Regions from separate parts of the Mus musculus genome. Here region 1 is linked to region 2. The links are chromatin contacts, called in public HiChIP or PLAC-seq maps. All regions are on one chromosome and are shown on one strand. Each heading gives the region's core, a stretch centred on a gene start, on an enhancer-like site or on the middle of the called end of the contact. The rest is flanking DNA. Distances are from core to core; before and after follow the strand shown. Region 1 overlaps Gm36188 (a long non-coding RNA gene). Region 2 has its middle 16 kb from the start of Gm35995.

The links. HiChIP or PLAC-seq counts read pairs in DNA pulled down with a chosen protein or histone mark.
Region 1: a contact with region 2 is called in an H3K27ac HiChIP or PLAC-seq map of hepatocytes, with 3 times the contacts expected there. The contact joins two enhancer-like sites. A contact is called at or near these places in 1 of 15 datasets of contacts at CTCF or cohesin (the NIH/3T3 cell line), 7 of 484 Hi-C or Micro-C datasets (the G1E-ER4 cell line, the N1E-115 cell line, bone marrow-derived macrophages and 3 more), 16 of 115 datasets of contacts at active chromatin or transcription factors (embryonic basal ganglia, embryonic forebrain, embryonic hindbrain and 7 more) and 1 of 9 other capture datasets (embryonic stem cells).

Annotation. Positions count from the first base shown.
Region 1 is chr8:123,773,023-123,780,081 of GRCm38.p6, forward strand. It overlaps Gm36188 (a long non-coding RNA gene), which reads right to left. Exons shown (of 3, transcript XR_003947606.1): 3 at 748-1,160. Among named protein-coding and RNA genes, the nearest start is that of Gm36188, 15 kb to the right of the region's middle. Within about 2 kb of position 4,444, at least 44 of the 459 cell types and tissues checked have an H3K27ac peak or open chromatin away from gene starts, as enhancers often do. A contact at or near this core is called in hepatocytes, where this site is marked.
Region 2 is chr8:123,677,111-123,684,174 of GRCm38.p6, forward strand. No RefSeq gene overlaps it. Among named protein-coding and RNA genes, the nearest start is that of Gm35995, 16 kb to the right of the region's middle. Within about 2 kb of position 5,466, at least 49 of the 459 cell types and tissues checked have an H3K27ac peak or open chromatin away from gene starts, as enhancers often do. A contact at or near this core is called in hepatocytes, where this site is marked.

The DNA of each region.
Region 1 (7,059 bases), core at 3,194-5,693, 95 kb after region 2:
AGAAGAGCTGGGGGGGGGGGGGGGGAGAGAATGCTGATTAGCATAAACGCAAAGCCACCAGGCGGTGCCTGCTTAGCAAAAGATGCAGAGTGAGCTGGTAGGAGATGACACCCAGCCAAGGCCTCACTGGCTGACAGTCACTAGAGAAGCCCTGGGGTAGTTAAGGGACTGGCTAGAGGGGTTAGGTGTGACCAGTTACTCAGGCCTAAGGCTGGCCATGCTGCCCACAGCTCTAGAAAGAAACAAGCTATGAGGTTCTCCCAGTCCAGTCTCACCCTCCCATCCCACCAGCATCTCCCTCAGAGATGCAGAGACAGCCTGGAGTGGAGCCACCGCCTCAGACGCCATTGAAAGCTTTATTAGACGCCATTGAAAGCTTTATTAGACGCCAGTGGCCTTCCTGTGGAGCTGTGGGGGCTGTGACAGAGTACTGCGTTGTGGAAGAAGGCCCCTGACATCCTCTGCTAGGACACCCCGGAGGAAATCCACTCATCCAGTCTGATGAGGGTTCACAGCCTCCCACCTGCTTGTGACTTCTGCGCAGCCTCACCTGCAGCAGCTGAGGGCTCCTCCCCGTCACGGCCGTCAGTCTGTCATCTGGCTCACTTAACAGCCTAACTTCTCCTCATCCACTGGAGTCTCAGCCTTATCGCTAGCAGATGTGCCTGGAGCAGCTGTTTTCAGATTGGATTACCCGGGAAGGATCTTTGACATACAAAGGGCGGCTAAATATCTACAACCTACACATTTCCAAGCCTTTATCTTTTATTCATTAAGGCAGCCTTAAAACTCCTGATGGCGGCCGAAGCTTGAGCCGGGGAGGTGGAAATCTGCACGCAGAGGGAGGGGCTGGGATGTCTCCTTGCCACAGACTTGTTCCACACTGCTCTGCTGCCATTACTGCATGGTGATGTCAGAAAATGGGCGGTGAGCAGCGGCGATGGCCAGCTCTTCTGGAACAGGATTCAGCTAAACTTGATGCTGCGTTGCATTTGGGGTGAGCTATAGAGTATGGCCTGTCCCCAACTTAGCCACCCTGGCTCCTTCAGGTGAGGGTGAGGAGGATCACTATGTTGCCTGAGGCTCTCAGGCACAGCACCAACTCCTCTGGGTGGGATGGTGTTAGCGTCTGCTCTCTTGTCCATGCGGAGATTCTGCCCCTGTCTGGAACAAATCAAAGAGTCTCCCATTTAACCAGGCAGACTGGGATGCTGGGGGAGATGAGAAATTTGTCTTACGTTAAGTTTCTATTGCTGTGGTAAGACACATAACCAAGGCAACTGACAGAAGAAAGGGTTTATTTGGAGTTTATAGTTTCAGAGGGCGAGAGTCTGAGAGCATCATGGCAGGGAACATGACCGCAGGCAGGCAGGTGTGCTCCGCACTGGAACAGTCACTGAGAGCTTACGTAGACAGAGTCTCACTGTGTAGCTCTGGCTGTCCTGGAATTCACTATGTAGAGTAGACTGGCCTCAGACTCACAGAGATCTGCCTACCTCTGCCTCCCAAGTACTGGGGCTAAAGGTGTGTACCACCGCACCCAGCAAGAGAGCCTACACTTTGAGATAACTCACAAGACAAAGAGAACTAATTGGGAATTGTGAAAGTATTTTCAAATCTTAAAACCCACTCCCAGTAACACACCTCCTCCAACAAGGCCACACCTCCTCCTCCAACAAGGCCACACCTCCTCCAACAAGGCCACACCTCCTCCAACAAAGCCACACCTCCTAATCCTTCCCAAATCATTTCATCAGCTAGGGACCAAGTAGTCAAACATATCAGCCTAATGGGGGCCATTCTCATTCCAAACACCCCCCCACACACACACACACACACAAACACACACACACATTCCAGTAAATTGGATATTTGTTTGTCTATCAGAGCAATAGATGACTTTTCTCAAAAAAAAAAAATCCTTAAAAAGTGGGACAGCTATGGGGAGCACCCTGTGCTCTCTGCAGAGCCACTTTGGGCATTCCAGTTCATGGTGATTTTCATTTTGAGCTCTAGGACCTTGGGTAGCCATGGTGTCGTGTTCTCACTTGTGGCCTGAGCTAAGGAGTCCTTGGAGTTGTTAACAACAGCTGCATCACAGGGGACCCCGGGTTGTTGGTATCCCCTCTGCAAAGGCCCTGTCCTCAAGCATTCATGTCCTAAAAACTAGGAACTGGGTGTGTGGGTTCTGGGGGATATAATTCAGCCAGATGTTGTGCCAGATGTTGCAGCTGTTGTACCCAGTGATTTGATGCCACTCTGACATGTCAGGAGCTGACCAGCAGCCATGTGGCTACTCTGTGCCCCTGCTCACACAGCTGTGCACACCGCTGATCATGAGCACTGATGTTGGACCAGCATGACCTGACTCTGGCTGGGCCTCTTGTTTGGGATAGACACTTTGTGAGCCTTGCCCTCCCAACACCTCCATTTATTTGTGTGTGAAGTCACCATGACATCCTCTGTCCTTGTCCCAAGGAGATCTGGACCAGGGTGGGTATGCCAACACCTATGTTCTCTCTCTAGGTGGAGCTCCAGGCCTGGCTGCGATGCACGGGGACCCCTACCATGTCCCACGAGACAGTTCACTCACTGTCCTCAGAAGAGGTTGCCTAAGGATTTCAAGCTCTTGGGCAGAGCACGCATCTGTCCGGATCCCCTAATGTTCCAGAAATCAGGCTCATGCCAGAATGGCTCTTGGCTTGAGGGGGTGCCTGTAGACTCTGGTCCCTCCTCTTTGTCCTTGGTCCCTCCCTGGACTCTGCCTCAGCAGCCACAGCCACCTCAGGGGACTGCCTTTGCTCTGCCAGAAACTCCTGAAATTTTCAAACAGGGCATCTAAGGGCTCTCCTGAAGCCTTATCTATGCCCTACAGAATAGCCTCCAGTCACACAGTGCCTCCCTTGTTGTGACCTCGGGCCCCTGGTACTTCTCCCCCCACCCCCACTTTCCTCACCTGGGCACAGAGCTCCAGCCATATTCCATCTGTCAACTGTCCTGTCATCCCAGTGGCATTTGTGCTGGCAATGTCCTTTGGGAAAGGACAGATAGCTTGGGGCTATACTGGTGACCTTGTGCAGAGTGGGGCATCCTGGGTCCATTCCATCTGTGCCCTTGATCTAAACGTGGGAATAGGGGGTCTAAGAACACATGAGGACCACATGTCATCTGTAAAGATGGGGTCCTGGGTCCTGTTCTGTGAGGGGCAGGGCCTCCCACTTCCCAACACACAGGGAAGTCCTTCAACTCACGTCTTTGGAAAGTAACACAATCAGGCAGACAGAAATGAATTCACACCACACATCTTAGTTAGGGTTTCTACTGTTGTGATAAAATACCATCGATCAAAGTCAACACGGGGATGAGTCTATTTAGCTTTCAGCTTTCAGCTGGGGGATGTCGGAAACTTCAGGCTACTGAGAAACTGACTTCTCCGTGATCAGCTTGTATAATTGGGGGAAACAATAGGTATTTGAACCTTTGGGCTGAGTAGAGGGATGAATGTACATCATTGGTCCGGGCCAGGGTGCTAGGGACACCTCATTTGCATAAGGAGGAATTCCAGGTTCTGCTGGACATGACCTTATAAGGGGAAAGGAAGTTTAACCTGGCTACCAGACTACCTAACCTCCCCTGGTGGAGCAAAGTTGTGGGCATAAGTCTACAGGGACATGCAGGCCCAGGGCAGGGGACGGGGGAAGGGGACACAGTCCGATTCCTGATGGTCTCCAAACAGGATTTCCAGAGTTTGGACATGCCTTGACCCCACTCTTGATCCAGGCCTGCTCCCCACAGCTCCACACAGCTCCTCTGGCCCCACAGAACACAGTTCATCATTGAAGGAAATCAGTGCAGAAACTCAGGGCAGGTATCTGGAGGCAAGAACTGAGTGAGGCAGAGGCAATGGAGGAGTGCTGCCTACCAGAGGAGGGTTGCTCTTCATAGCTTGTTCAGTCTGAGTTCTTAGAGCACCTAGGACCAGCACCCCAGGGGTGGTGCCCATGATGAGCTGGGACCTCCACATCAATCGTTGATCAAGAAAGTGCATACAAGCTAGCCTTTTCTGGTGGGAGCGTTTTTTCTCAGTTGAGATTCCTGCTCCCCAAATGTCTCTAGCTTCTGTCAAATTTAGACAGAAAGACAGACAGCTACAGGTGAACATCACCTCAACTTGAGCAGGTACAAAGCTGCAGGGTGAGCTTGTTGATTGTTTCAATCCCGGGCCACATTCAGAGGCTGGACCTGTGTGTCCTTTGTTACCAGGGTCTGTCCTACCTCTCTGTCATTCCACGCTGATGCAAATCAGCCCAGGTTACATACAGTTTCTGATATCGATTGATTCAGCCCAGGTTACAGTTTCCGGTACCAATTGACCCAGCTACCTCACAGTGCCTCCAGGACAGGCTAAGGGCCAGCAGCTGAATCCAGTAAACAGAAATGTAAGAGCTTGGGGGTGGGGGAAGGCGGGGAGCCAGTGGCAGCCAGCGCTGGGACACAGCAGGCAGGACAGGCTTCTTGAGCCAAGGCCAAAGCACAGCAAAGGGGCTCAGTTCTTAGCAGATCTGCACAGGGTGAAAGGCCTCTCAGGAGGGACAATAGCTCATCTGACTTGGCGTGGAAACTCTGTTGTTTCTTTTCCCAATTCGGGGAAATCCCAAGCCGGATTTGCCCATTCTGTTTGCACAAGACAGAGCTACCTTCTCCAAAAGGGCTGCAGGCTGTGTTCATGGAGAGAAAGCCTCAGCCCGGAGACATAAAATTGCTGCAACTGGCACCTAGTCCCAGCTGCCATTTCCTTCTGATTAGACCACTGAAAGTCTTTGTGAAGGAAAAGCTAAGAAAGAGGCTTCATGGGGAGAAATGGCCCAAGAAACTAGAAGGTCAGGCAGAGACTAAGAAAGGAGCTCCAAACTGGGGCCCAGTGACAGCCAGCGAGGGCACACCAAGAAGGGCGTGGCTGCACTAAAATGAAAAGTGCAGTCTGAGCTGCACAGTTCCTGCACACACACACACACACACACACACACACCACGTATACTCTACATTTGCACATCTACTATACACCCTGAATTCTACTGAAGGCTGTGTGGCCTCCAGATAGCCATCAAAGACCCTGTCCCTGGGTCTCCACCATAGTGCAAGATCCCACTCCGATGTGGCACTTGTCAGAAAACTGAGCTCCTCCAAATGCCAGCTGCAGTCCAACAGAAGCAGCTCAGGAACCGCCACCTCTAATCCACTGCACCTCAAGAGACCTGGAGCCGGGCTCTCCAGACCACCCGGCCATTCCTACCCACGGATGCCTGGTCCACAGGGACTGTGAGTGGCGCCAGTGTCAGCCACTGTATTGTGAGATAATTTGCCACATAGTGATGGTCAGGAAGTACAAATGTAGATCATACTCAAAGCCAGGATGGAGGCCAGGATGGAGGCTGCAGGGTTAAAGAGAACGTATATAACACTGTTTCCCAAATGTTCTTGTTATGCAACACTTTTCAAAGAGCCCAGGGGTCATCGGAAAGCAGAGAATACAACCTCCTTCCGAGGGACACCACCTCCACTGCTACTTATAGCTAGGTCATCTTCAAAAGGTCGCCAGTCCAGGTAACATCATCTGCTTACCTTGATTGACGACAGGTCCTGGTCCCAGTGGGGCCCTGGCAGAGGTCCCTCCCTCTTCTCCATCAGTACAGCCTCAATCCTACCTGAGGCCAGCTCCCTAGGGTGCATCGAGGAATGAAGTGTGGGGGTCTACCTGCCAGGAGAGCTTCCCTAGGACGTAGACATTTTGAGTGTGTGTGCTTTCAGAGCTATCTCCTGTTAGCAATATGGATTTTAGAGCCTCATACTCAAGATCTACTAAGTGTGTGTGTGTGTGTGTGTGTGTGTGTGTGTGTGTCTATGTGTGTACATGTACAGGTGTGTGTGTGTGTGTGTGTGTGTGTACATGTGCAGGTGTGTGTGTGTGTGTGTGTACATGTGCAGGTGTGTGTGTGTACATGTGCAGGTGTGTGTGTGTGTGTGTGTAGGTGTAGATATGAGGTGAGGGGGAGATGTGGGTGTGGCCAGAGGACAATGGTGGCTGTTGTTTTTCAGGCATCAACCACCTTGTTTCTCTGAGCAAGGGTTCCTCACTGGCCCGGAACTTGACAAGTAGTCTATAATGGCTCACAGGGTAGCCCCAAAATTCTCCTATCTCCATTTCCACAACACTGGGATTACAAACCCATGACCCCCACTCCTGGTTTTTGTTGTTTGTTTGTTTTTTTAATGTGGATTCTGAGGATTGAATTACTCACTGGGCATTTCCCTCTGCCCCCTCCCCATGTAATTACGTGCTAGTCACAATCTACATTTCACTAGTGGGTGACGACTTTGGGTTGTCACCAGTGCTGAGCGCCTTCCCAAATGCCCACTTGCTCCTCCCGAGAACATTGAGCGGACACTGGGAAATGCCCAGACACAGAAGCTGAGGGCAGAGAGGGCGCTAAGGGCATGGCTGAGGCTAGAGTTGCTCCCTAGGTCCTCAAAGCCTCCAGCCAGTGGGTAAAGAACATCCCTGAGGATGCAGGCTGTGCTCACAGGGAGAGTCAACCCCACATAGTCCACCTGCTACAGACACTGGTCCTGTCAGCAGGGTGGTCTCAGTGTATGAGGCTGGTCAGAAATGTTCTGAGGTCATGGCTCTGAATGATCCACCCAGGCCTGGGGAAAGCCAGAGAAGCCAGTGAGGCATAAGAAAGCCTTGAGAAGCCAGGTGGCACACACCTTTAGTTCCAGCATTTGGGAGGCAGAGGCAGGCGGATTTCTGAGTTCGAGGCCAGCCTGGTCTCAGAGTGAGTTCCAGGAAAGCCAGGGCTACACAGAGAAACCCTGTCTCGGAAAAAAAAAAAAAAAATCCTTGAGAACCATGCTGCCTTTCGGTCCCCACTGGTGGAGCTCGTGACTGGAGTTCTGGAAGCCGTGAGCCATTGGAAGTATACATACTTTCACAGCAGAGAGACATTCTGTGAAGTGAAAACTAGAGGCCTGTCAATCAGACACTGAAAGACCTGCTGA
Region 2 (7,064 bases), core at 4,216-6,715:
GAACAGATAGTGCAGAGCCACGGGTAGGTGGCATAGCCCAATCCTTGAGAAACAGAGATCTAATCACAAACAAGAATGAGGCTAATGTCTTATAGTCTCTACTATAAGACAGTTTTCAAGCCCAAGATGGAGGCAGGTTGGTTTATCAAAACTAACAGCACGAGGTCCAGAAGAGGCTCACCATCATGAAAACAAAACCGGCCTAGTTAAGAGAGGCTGACTGTGGTGGAGCCGGTAGGAGCACTGGCCGCTCCTCCAGAGGCCACAGCCCGCCCACCTTCCAGGCAGCTCCTCCAATGAATTTTTCCTTCTCTAGGAGGTTTTTTTTTTCCCCCAGTTTTTAAATTGAGTCTTGTAACTTTTTTTTGTCAGTTTTGTGAGCTTCCTCGGTTTCTGTGAGGGAGCTCTTATCTGGAGGAATTAGAGACATGATATCTGGCCTCACTGCCTGAGAGACCCTCAGGCCCGTGTCATTTAGTTCAACGCAGTTCAACATTGTGGAGCTAGAGTCTGGCTTTTGGTAATATTTTGCTTCTTAAAAAGAAAATGTCCTTTCTAGCCCATCTGCCCTGTACAGTGAGATCTTGTTTCAATAAAAACAAAAACAAAAACAAAAACAAAAAACAGGGGCTGGAGAGGAGGCCCTGAGGTAAATAGTGCCTACTGTTCTCCAGGTCAGAAATTTCCAATTCACTTCCCAGAACACACAGAGCAGCTCAGAACAGGCTGCAACTTCTGTTCCAAGGAATCTAAAATCACATGTGTTCTCTCTCTCTCTCTCTCACACACACACTCACACACACACAGTTTAAATGAGATAAAGAAAATGTTCTACATTCAATCTGAGCTATTATGCAGATAAAACATATTTTAGTTTTGTTTTATGTTTCTGATTTTTTTTTAATAGACAGGGTCTTACTCTTTGGCTCAGACTGGACCCAAACTTGCAATGATACCTGCCTCTGCCTCCTCAATGCTGGGATAACAGGCTTGCAGCTAGCTGGTCTAACAAGCCACGGGTCTCGGTAGCCTTTCTTAATGCAATGTTTGCTTCCCCTGAACCTGAACCCCCAAGAGCTGGGCTTTACAGAATCCTGGTGGGAAATGGCATGCTGCCAGAAATATCTGACTATGTGTCCTTTGCATCCATACAGAAGATGGTAAACAGCCAAGAGCAGCGTCGATGTACGCCATGCCACTTTCCCACAGGACATTCTGCACCAATATCTGCTGATGTTCCACCCTAGCAACACCTTTCCCTGCACTGGTCCTGCTCCAGTGTCACTCCTCAGCTGTGGCCACCATGCTCTGGGCATTGGGGTTTCCCGATACATCAACTTATGCAGGTGGCTTCTCGTGGCCATTGCCACCTCCACCGTTGAAAAGCCATCCCTGTCTTGACTGTTGCAGAGGCCAAGAAGCAGCAGGACAGAGGTGAAGGCTGTGGCCAGGCAGGAGCCTCAGAGCAGGGCCGCTCCCTACCCCATAGATGACATCTGGACAGCAGACACCTGGCTTTAGTCATGCCCTAGAGAACCCAGCTGGGATTGAGGGGAATCTGCCTCCAGTTCCTGTGTTAAAGAGGGAGGCTGTGATGCTTATCTGGTGACTTTCCATATGAGACTCTCTTGGCTCCAACACTCAGGTATAGAAGCTTTTGCTACTGTTATAAGAAGGATGGCACTGAGGGACACTGCAGGGAGCTGCTAAGATGTAATTCTGCAATAACTAACTGGGCTCTTTCTTTCTTTCTTTCTTTCCTTTTGTTTTGTTTTTTTTCTTTTTTCTTTTCTTTTCTTTCTTTCTTTCTTTCTTTCTTTCTTTCTTTCTTTCTTTCTTTCTTTCTTCCTTCCTTCCTTCCTTTCTTTCTTTCTTTCTTTTTGTTTTTTTTGAGACAGGGTTTCCCTGTACAGCCCTGGCTGTACTGGAACTCACTCTGTAAACCAGGCTGGCCTCGAGCTCAGAAATCCACCTGTCTCTGCCTCCCAAGTGCTGGGATTAAAGGCATGTGCCACCACTGCCTGGCTGGGCATTTCTTTTAAAAGAAATAATTGTATTCTTTTAAATTATGTGCACATCTGTTTCAGTGTGTGGGTATGTGGACATGAGTTCAGGTGCCCACAGAATTTGAAAAAGGGGGTGTCAGATTGCCTGGAGCTGGTCTTCCATGTGTGCAACTGAGAGCTGCTCAACATGGTGCTCACAACTGAGCGAGGGTCTTTGCCTTAGTTCTTTGCTGTGAAAAGACACCATGACCAAGGCAACTCTTATAAGGACAACATTTAATTGGGGCTGGCTTACAGGTTCAGAGGTTCAGTCCATTATCATCAAGGCAGGAATGTGGCAGCAACCAGGCAGGCATGGTGCAGGAGGAGCTGAGAGTTCTACATCTTCATCTGAAGGCTGCTAGCAGAATACTGGCTTTCAGGCAACTAGGATGAGGATCTTAAAGCCCACACCTATTCTAACAAGGCCACACCTCCAAATAGTGCCATTCCCTGGGCCAAGCATATTCAAACCATGACAGTCCCTTAGCCTCTGTCCTTAACCACCTAGGCATCTGTCCACCCCAAGGTGGTCTCTTCCGATTCAGCACATTTTACTTCCTCAAACTTTTTTTTCAAAGTTAAGAAAAGCAGCACACTCTAGTCCAGCATTGGAGGAATGGAAGCAAGAGAGTCAGAGAGTGTAAAGCCAGCCTATGTGGTGAGTTCAGCCTTGGTTACATTAGATTTTGCATATATATAAACAAAAACAAAACATTGTTTCAAGTCTTCATGAGATTTCAACTAATTTGCTCATCATTTTCAGAGCATGAGGCTCATTTTTATTTTTGGCTCATGTCAAATGTAACATATTAACTCATCATCACAGTTACAATTTTAGATGCATTGCAATGGGAAAGTGTGAAACTTCTAAACAGAAGAAATCACAGAAGTTACCCTCCCCCAATATGCGAGGCCATTGCCTCTTTTGAGTCATACATTTATATTTTTATGGATTTAAAAGCAAAATAAAATTTATTTGCCGACCTTTGTACATTAAGTCTAATGTCAAGGTCCATTAGAGAGAAAATACCTACAAGAATAAAAAATACAGTATCAACTTATTCGGGTTTGGTTTCACCAGTATTTGCTGGTCATCCATTCCAGCCACACATGATTCTATTTTCTTCCTTTTTTCTCCTCTCTCTTTCTTCTTCACTTTTGACCTAAACAAGTTGCTATGTAGCTAGGGCAGGCCTCAAATCTGTGCAATCCTTCTGCCTCAGTGTTCTGAGTACTAGGACTATAGGTGTACCCATCATATGGGGGAGGCACAGTTCTAGTCATTATAAATTCAGATGACTAGAAGTCCACCCATAGGAAGCCACTTCTCCCTGGTACAGGAAGTTGGGCGTGTGTGGGAAGCCACATGTGCCGTTGCTGAGTGGCACTGACTACTGCTGGCCACCACGCATAAGATTGGACAAACAACCAATGTGTACATATGCAGTAAAGTTTTTTGCAAAGACACTGCCTGGCCCAGGCATGATAATGAGGTTCTGTAAGGTACTGAGAGTATAACCAATCAGATGTGAGACATGCAAATGAGGTATGATAATGAGGTTCTGTAAGGTACTGAGAGAGTAACCAATCAGATGTGAGACATGCAAATGAGGCTTAGTGCATAACCAATCCGGGTGTGAGACACGCCTCTCCTAGGCCTATAAAAGCAGCACCAGTTCTGGGCTCAGGGTCTTTTCACCTCTACAATCAAGCTCTCCCAATAAACGTGTGCAGAAGGATCCTGTTGCAGCGTCGTTCTTCCTGGCCAGTCGAGCACGCGCAAGAGGCGTGGCTTCTAGCACAATGTATATAGGACTCGCAGCAGGTGCCTTGGGGTGTCTTAAAATCTAATGACTGCTCACCTGTCCTCTTTGGACAAAGAACATATCCTCACTGTTCTTTATAATAATAACAATACAGGCCTCAACTTCTGTTTTTATAGCAAGGGAGGGAAGAGAGTGAGGAGAAAGGATAGAAGCTGTCACAAAGTAATTTGTGTCCCTCAAATTCGTACGTTAGAATCTTAGCTCCTAGCCTCGCAGAATGTGATCATGTTTGGAAATTTTAAGTAGTAAAGTTAAAATCAGGTCATTAGGGCGGGCCCAAATCTATTCCCACTGGTGCCTTTGTAGGAGGAAATCAGGACACAGTCACACACAGAGGGACAACCGTGTAAGGACAAAGCAAGAAAAGCAACCTGTCCTCACAGGACTGTGAGGTAGACTTCTGTGTCCACACAGCCCCACCTATAGAATCTGCAATGGCAAACCCCAGATACTACAGAGAATAAGAGACGGTTCTTGAGCAAGACTCTGGAGAAGGAAGGGGGAACGATTGTTTTGACAGGAATAGGAAAGAAATGAGAAAAGATTTGAGCTGAGCCAGACAGGAAAACTCACCACTTGAGGAAGAAAAGGGATACACCCTGAGTGCGCCATCCTTATATAGGGAACTGTGTGTATAAAAAACAGATCCATCCTGACGGTGCTAGGAGGACCCCTGGATGACAAGGAAGGACTGGTCATGGGGACCTGGATGCAAAAGATCAGGTGTAGACCAAGGAGGCTGTGGGCAGACCCAGCTGGTATAGAATGTGGGTGGAGCCATAGATCTAGGCCAAAGAGGAAGAGACAATGGAAGGTCTACATTAGGATTCCTCACAGTGGGCCAGACAGATGTCTGAGTTGGACCTTTGAGAATGTACAGGTGAGCTTTTTTTCTTTTCTTTTTGAAACATGGTCTCTTTATATGGCTTGGACTGGCTACAAAACAATCCTCCAGCCTCAGCCTGAGTGCTGGCATTTTAGATATTTGCTACATTGTGTGTCACTCTGGGCAGTGACAATCAGAGCATCAATTCATAGAACAGCTAGTCTTAGAGTCACCGAGGGGCTAGAATCCTCAAGATAGAAGCATACCACCACAAGGAAAGAGATCTGAACTGTCGCAGAAGAGAGACTGTGGGTTTAAATAACTAGAGGAGTCTGGCAGGGGCTAGCATCTTCTGGCTCAAGTCTCAGGCCATATGCATCAGAGCATCCATCACACAGATTGCCCATCCCGCCTCTGTTATAGATTACAAAGAGTCATGCCGTAGCACAGCACAGCACAGCACAGCACAGCCCTTCCACTAGGAGAGCAGACCAGAAGGATCTGGTTCTGCTAGCCAACAACTGCAGCTACAGGGCCTGCATGGCTCGCCAATGAAGGGCCACTTCTTATTCACATTATACACTCCTTGCAAGGTGAACGAACGCACTGCTCTGTGATGCTGTTGCCTCCCGGGTTCAGTTCTCCAGCAGCCATTGAACACTCACCATGACCTTGGGAAGCGAGTGCATATCCAACAAAGCTGCTCTATGTTTAAGCCCCGCCCACAGGCTCATCCCCTCCCACAGGGCTCAGCTTCACCCATAGACTCCGCCCCGCCCACGTGTCTCAGCCCCACCCACGGGGCTCCGCCCCGCCCACAGGGCCCAGGGACAGCAACCCTCCGGAGAAAGGATTCCATTGAGGCAAATGAAGGAAGATCCGGATGCCTGGCCTCAGAGAGCTACCCTCTGTGCAAGGGGCTACCTGCTAAAGTTAGGTCCGTTTCTCCCTCCCAGCCCCAGGCTCCAAGGAATAAGACTCAGACTTAAAATGTATTTACGAATACCTAGACCATACAGCTTGGTTCTTTTCCGACTAGACTTAAAACTTAAAATAACCCATTTACTTTAACCTACATTCTGCCACGTGGCTGGTTACCTGTGCTTAGGCACTGTACGTCCAACTTGTCACATCTTCCAGGGCGAATCTCCAGTACCTGACTCTATCCCAGAATTCTTTCTGCTTCCCAGATGTCCCACCTTCGAGTCTACCCTTTCCTATAGGTCACAGAACTTTTTAATCGTCAGGTGATGGATCCGTACAACACACAAGATATTCTCTCTGCAGCTACGGGGGCGGGGGGCGGGGGGCGGGGGGCGGGGGCGGGGGGGGGGGAGGGAGACGCCTGAAAGCTCCTCACAGCCACTAACTAGCCAAGGCTGCTTTCCTCTGAGTCAGTTAGGAGCAAGCTGTATAGGATGAGAGGGTGCTTGACTCAGTGGTCTTCCCCAAGTCTATGTCCTAGTCTGTCCCCAAGAAAAATAGGAAAAGCCCAGTTGAAGCACATTTTTAAAACGTCTTCCCAGGATCCCTCAAAACTGTCAAGATCACCCCCGCAAAAGCAAACGCGGCAAGTCTGAGAAATGGTCACAGACCCTAGGAAGTGAAGGTAATGGGGACCCTGAAATGTAAGAAAGACATAGGGAGCTAGTGAAGGCCAATGCTCTGTGGACTCCTTCAGCAGTGACATACCCAAGCTGTTGTTGACTTTGAACATGTGGCCTGATGTTGTAAAATATTAACATTTAGGGTAGTGGGGGTGGGGGAGTTCCAGAGGCTGTGTGCGCTCTCTCTCTTTGCTGCTTTCTGGAGAGTTTTTAAACATAAGAATTTTATTTAAATCAAGAAGGAAAAAGATCGTAGTATTTCCGCTCACAGAAGGATCCCATGGACTCAGAGCTTCTTGTCCCTAGGAGGCTAGTCCGCTCAGTCTTAACACAGCCTGACAAACGAAATCAGGCCTGTGTTTCACAGGTGAACAGAGCGGAGCTAGGAGGGACCAGGCACAGAGAATGTTCATCAACTAAAGTTAGAGGGAAGACAAAGCAAGGGGGTAGCTGAGCTCCCTTCTCAGCCCAGTGCCACCCCTAGCTCCAGCACACCTACACCTTGAGGGAGTGGGGTGCAGGAGCCCAGCATTTGTCAGCCCACCTTACTGCTTTGCTCCAGAGCCCAGGGGCTTCCTCTAGGCTCCTTTGTGGTCCTCCCGGACTAGGATTTGAACTGCTATCTATGTATCTATGTATGTATTTGTTTATCTATCTATCTATCTATCTATCTATCTATCTATCTATCTATCTATCTATCTATCTATCTATCTATGTAGCTATCTATGTAGCTATCTTACCAGAAGAGGGCATCAGA